2 separate regions of the Rattus norvegicus genome follow, and region 2 is linked to region 1. The links are chromatin contacts, called in public Hi-C maps. All regions are on one chromosome and are shown on one strand. The core of a region is the stretch at or near the end of the contact, and the rest is flanking DNA. Distances in the headings are between cores, read along the strand shown.

Region 1 (2,788 bases), core at 286-2,785:
TAAGGTTGACAGGTCTTCTTACAGTTGACAAGTGGGCTGGAGTGGTTTGGGAGTTGGAGAAAGCTCTGACTTGGGGCATTTGCCAATTTCTGTCATGTAAATACTGCTGCTGAGACCCATTTCACGCTGACCACGCAACCCGTAAAAATCCTGAATGCTTAATAATTGACAGTGGTGTAGCAGGCTCTGGTGGATCCAGGCCCAGAGACTTCACAGCAGCGAGGAGTGCCAGTCTGGGCCCCAATTCCGGGACCCCAAGCTGTGTTCTGGCCCCAGACTGCCAGCCTTCCAGGGCTCTTCCTTGTACCTCTCAAGGGGTCCCATTGTAGTGGGATGGGGGGATGGGGCAAGGCAGACTGTGCAGGACTTCATGAAAGAGCACAGCCGCTCGGACAGCAGGTGGCAGCACTCTCGTGGTCAAAGATGAGCTTCTCCGCCTAATGAGGGGCCTTTGTTCTGAGCCAGAGGCTGTGTCACCAAGAGAAAGGCCCCACAGGGCAAGCTAATCAGCCTGTCCTTAGTTGACCTTCACCTCCTGGAGCCCCATAGACAGGTCCTAGGAGCCTGACAGAATGAGAGCCACTGAAGCAAATAGTGGGGGACAGCACATACACACACACACACACACTCACATACACACCCCATACACACACACCACACACATACCACACACATACCATACTCACACACAAACCATAAACACACACACCAACACACACCACACACACACACCACACACACACACACCACACACACATACACACATGCCACATACACACATGCCAGACACACCACACACACATATACACACACACACCCCCCACACCCCCCCCCACACACACACACACGCATACACACACACACCACACATACACACAAACAGACATCATACACACACACACACACACACACACACACACACACACACACACACACGCTCACTCACACCACAGGCACCCAGTGTGGTCAAGAAGGGAGTTGAGTGCAGAATGCAGCAAGGGTTTCCAGGTTCCAGGAAGGTGGTTCTCTTTCTCACCTGCTGTCCATCATCCCTACACCTCACATAACCTCTGGGGTGCATTTTCTGCTGGGGTAACCAGTTGTTCCAGTTTGTCCTGGACTGTCTGGTCTAAATAAGAAAATCCCTTCTCCTGAGTGTGTGTGTGTGTGTGTGTGTGTGTGTGTGTGTGTGTGTGTGTGTGTGTGTTTCAGTCTGACAGGGACATTGTGGCCTTTGCTGTATGCATGGCCATGGAAGATAGATGTCTAGGCAAGGTCAGGGCTGGCCCACGTCCACAGACAGGATTAGATGTCATTCCGTTTCAAAACTTGTCCCCTGCCCCTTTCCCCCACAGAGGTCAAGGCCCAAATGCATGAGAGGGAGCCCATGAGCGGGAGCTCATGAGGGAGCCCACGAGAGGGAGTCCATAACAGTATGTCCCCCTTTCCTACCTTTGACCTCCCTCTCCTTCCCACACATGCGGCCTGGAGCTTGCACAAAGTCCATTGGTCACTTAGCTCTCCCAGGGTCTAGCCACAGAGGACTCTATGTTTCAGGGGTGAGTGAGGCCACAGAGGCAAGGTACTAGGAGGTGGGGAGGGCAGACTAACTGGGGGAAAGGCAGGCTAGAAATCTCAGCCACTGAGGAATGAAGAAGTAAGACTCAGTCGTGGTGCGGTGTGACACGTCCCTTCTGTCACTCTGGTACCCTCTCCCTCTGTCCACCACTTCCTTTTTCTCCCCGTGGTCCCCTTGGTCTGGAGACAAGCTACAGCTGTGATGTTTAACGAAGGCAGAGCTTTGCTTAAACCAAGGCCCAGGCAAAGGACTCTGCTCTGCACGTTAGAAGAAAGGACAGTGGTGCTGCCAGGGCTCGTGTTCTGTACAGACTGTCCTTATCTAGTCTCTGAGCTTATCTCATTTAGCTTTTCCTGGCACCCACTCCGGTGGCCACCCTGGGCTTGTGCCAGTCCCTAGGAGCTCAGGCTCCCTCCTGTCAAGAGTGTTTGCTCAGCCCCATTGGTCCCTTTGCTTGTTTGAGAGTAGCGGGAGAAGACGCTGTGAAATGGTGCCCCTGAAACTTTGAAAGATGAGAAGAGGGTCACGTCATGCCGAGGCAGGGACAGACGTGACACATTCCAAGTGGTGTGTTAGATCTGTCACCCACCAGGAAAGAGTTGATAAGTATTTAGAAATAGACTTTTCATGGGCTTTTGGCTTCAACTTTCTGTACAACCAGCCTCTGCGAAGCAAACTCTCCACGGTGCTCAGTGGTTCATATTTCATTTCGCTGGAGACAAGTTAACGCAGGCCAAGCCCTAGTCTGGATGAAAATTGACTATGCAGGTAACATCCTGCTGACTCTAGTTTCCTGACCAACACTGGGTTTGCTGGAGCCTGCCTTGGAGACTAAGGGTCCTGTGACTTTTTTAAAGAAGGGGTTATAAAGGCTCGGGAGGCCTGGGGACATGGCTCCGGCAGCACTCACCAATCAAGCATGAGAACTGAGTTAGATCCTCCAGCATCCACACCAACAGCCAGGCACAGAGCCACACACCTAACTCCCAGCTCTGAGGAGGTGAAAGTGGGAGGGTCCCCGAAGCTCATGTGACAGTCTTGCCAAATCAGTGAGCTTCGGTTCAGTAAGAGACCCTGTCCCCAAAAAGAAGGCGGAGAGTAACAGCAAAATGCCCAACATTGACCTCTAGCTCTATACGCACCCACGTCGTGGACCCTCACACTCACATCCAACCCGTGGCCCTCCCCCAGAAGCATGGAGTGTTTTGT
Region 2 (2,776 bases), core at 17-2,516, 220 kb after region 1:
ATCTAGCAAAGATCACGTGTGAAGTCTTCTAGGAGCAAATTCAGAGTATATCATCTGCTCACTACCTCCTGTGGTTTTCCAAAGCCCCCTTGCCTCCAGCCACCAGGGCCACTATGTCCCTTTAACTTCTGTGCAACCCTGACACCCACAAAACAAGTTTGCCTCATAGCCATCACTCAATGGCTTTCTCCAATGCAAGGGCTGTAGTAACTAGCATTTAACCAGGTCAGCAAATTTGTCATGACACCCAGTGGACAAATTAACTCAAACAGAGGGTCTATGGGTGGATTCAAAACTCAGCAGAAAGTCTTCATCTAGTGAAAAAGTCTTTGGCTTTTTTCCTATATAGCCTTAGTCTATCCAACATTTTAACAAAGTCAGAGAGGCAAGACTTCATGATTGATAAATATATTTGCTGACAGACTCAATATCTCAAAAATGATGAACCATGACAAACAAGGCAAGATCGATTGCTAGGACAGCCACCACTGGTTTCGAAATTAAGCCACATTGCATGGTGAGAAATCATAACTGGCCCACCTTGCCTGCCCCATGGGGCTATGGTGGGAAGGCATCAGTGACAGAGCCAAAGATGCCCTGGGTTCAGAAGGACACATCTGAGTTTAAAAATACTGTGTAAGGCCCCAGAGACCAAAAAGCAAGTACAACACAGTCACAGCTCTATGTTGACTACATGTTGAAATAGTGTTTTGGATACTGTGGGTTAAGTAAAACAACCCAAACCAACAATAATGACAATAGTAAACCACACGGTGAGAGACAGGTTAGCAGTACTGCATGACAGATAAGTTGTAGTTGCTTTCACCTCCCTCCACCAGCCACATAAAAAGAAGGAAGCTTAGGCTGCTTCTGTACAAGGGGCAGAGTCTGGACCAAGGTTGATGGCTGGTCTGGAATGTTCCTCCCTGATAGAATAGAACTGTGGCTGTAATGTGGTTCATAGTTAATGAGAGACATGTTCTCATTGGCTGGTGCCCAGAGAGAGGTCAGGTGATGTTTTAGTAGCCTTGTCACCTTGGCAAAGAGACTTGGGTCACATCCAAAGAATGATCAGTTCAAGAGTATGCAGATGGTGGTGTGAGGTCCAATGTTTTCAGAACGGGAACAAAAGATCAAGGAAATAGTTAGAGATCAGATTGATAATTCATTTCTACAAATCAGAGGTATCCAGCGAGAGGTGTGTGTGTGCTGTTCTTTGAGGAGGGGACTCTTGTATTCAGGAAAAAGACATAATTCCAGGGACCACTAGGGTGGTTGAAACTGAACTCACTAGCTGATTGATTTCATTTGATCTTTCTTCATTACTGTGTATGGGTTCCCTTGAAATTACATGGTTGATCAAAAAAACAAACCTTTTCTTAAGAAAAACTGCCACTTTTTTCCTTTGTCTGTCTGTCTATGTGTATGTGTGTGTCTGTCTGTCTATCTGTGTGTTGTATTTGTATGTGGGGGGGGGTGCTGTATATATGTGTCTCTGTGTGTATATGTGGCCAGAGTTTGGTATCTTCCTCCACCACTTTCTCCCTTATTTTTCTAGTTGGAGTTTCTTGTTGAACCTGGAACTTACCATTTCAACTAGACCCCCTGGCCTACAATTCTCCAGGATCTGTTCCCGTGCCCCATCCCTCTTCTCTCCAGCAGGGGCTTTTTACATGGGTGCAGAGATCTGATCTCAGGTCTTCAAGTTTACACAGCCAGCACATTAGCCACTGACCCTGTCCTCAGGCCAGAAAGTCCATTCTTGATTTAATGGGTTCAAGTAGCACCATGCTTGGCTCTCAAACTTACACTGAAGGAATCTCTTGGACAGTGGCATATTAATTGTATTATTTAATTAGAGATACTTTTGTTTCAGGTGACAAATACCTAACTCAGATCGGTTGACTAAGAGGGAAATATGCACACATAGCAAACATCATGTGCTCATGTGTGTCTGGAGCACAGAGGTTAAGCAGGTCTCAGGTGTAGAAGTCAGAAGTGCCCTCTTCATCTGGGTTCTGATTTCTCCATTCACAGCCCATGGCTGCAAGGAGCCTTTGGCTGACCATCCTGATTGGCAAAGCAGGGAAGAAAAGACCTCGGGTTTCTTCCTAAGGAAGAGCTTCCGCTGGTCCAACCTGTGGGAGTCCTGTGGTTATTCCTTGGATGAATCAACATGGTCAAGAAAACAGCAGCTATCACTGTCCAGACCTGGGTCATTTTCTCATTGTTTTGGATCTGGAAAAGGGCTGTGATTAGCAGTCAGACCAGCACTTCATGGATCTGTAAGGGACCACCAAGGAGATAGGACAATGGGCATCTATTACAGTGCCTATCACAGGACATTCTACCACATGAGATTTCGTGGATCCTCCGTAGAGTCCTGTGACGGTGAAGAGCACATCCTACTTACCTTGTGGTGCCTCTTCAACTTACAGACTCAGCAGAGGGTCTTCATCATCCAATCACAGTGCCTGTTATAATTCTGCCCTGATGCAGTTGTTTCTACTCAGCTCCTGATGACAAAACTCTCTCCTGAATTTTCTGATAGGGAATTCCTGGGGAGTGACTTAACATTGTGAAAAAAAAAGAATTAGCTCTTTACTCTGAGGGAGTCACCCTCTCAAACAGGTGCCTTCTTTCCTATTTTTTCCTGGCTCTTTGTCTTTCATGAAAACCAGAGACACCATTAGGAAAATCAGACAGGTGATGTTAGAAGACGCACTGCAAAGGTCAAAGGTTAGGTGTGGGTGCTTCTTGGTAATCTCAGTGTTTC

What was found. Hi-C and Micro-C count contacts between places; a contact is called where the count stands out from the background.
Region 2: a contact with region 1 is called in a Hi-C map of kidney, with 2.7 times the contacts expected there. The contact joins two enhancer-like sites. A contact is called at or near these places in 2 of 12 Hi-C or Micro-C datasets (Schwann cells and kidney).

What each region holds. Positions count from the first base shown.
Region 1 is chr2:191,632,851-191,635,638 of GRCr8, forward strand. No RefSeq gene overlaps it. Among named protein-coding and RNA genes, the nearest start is that of Atp1a1, 100 kb to the right of the region's middle. Within about 2 kb of position 1,536, at least 18 of the 93 cell types and tissues checked have an H3K27ac peak or open chromatin away from gene starts, as enhancers often do. A contact at or near this core is called in kidney, where this site is marked.
Region 2 is chr2:191,855,630-191,858,405 of GRCr8, forward strand. No RefSeq gene overlaps it. Among named protein-coding and RNA genes, the nearest start is that of Mab21l3, 100 kb to the right of the region's middle. Within about 2 kb of position 1,267, at least 5 of the 93 cell types and tissues checked have an H3K27ac peak or open chromatin away from gene starts, as enhancers often do. A contact at or near this core is called in kidney, where this site is marked.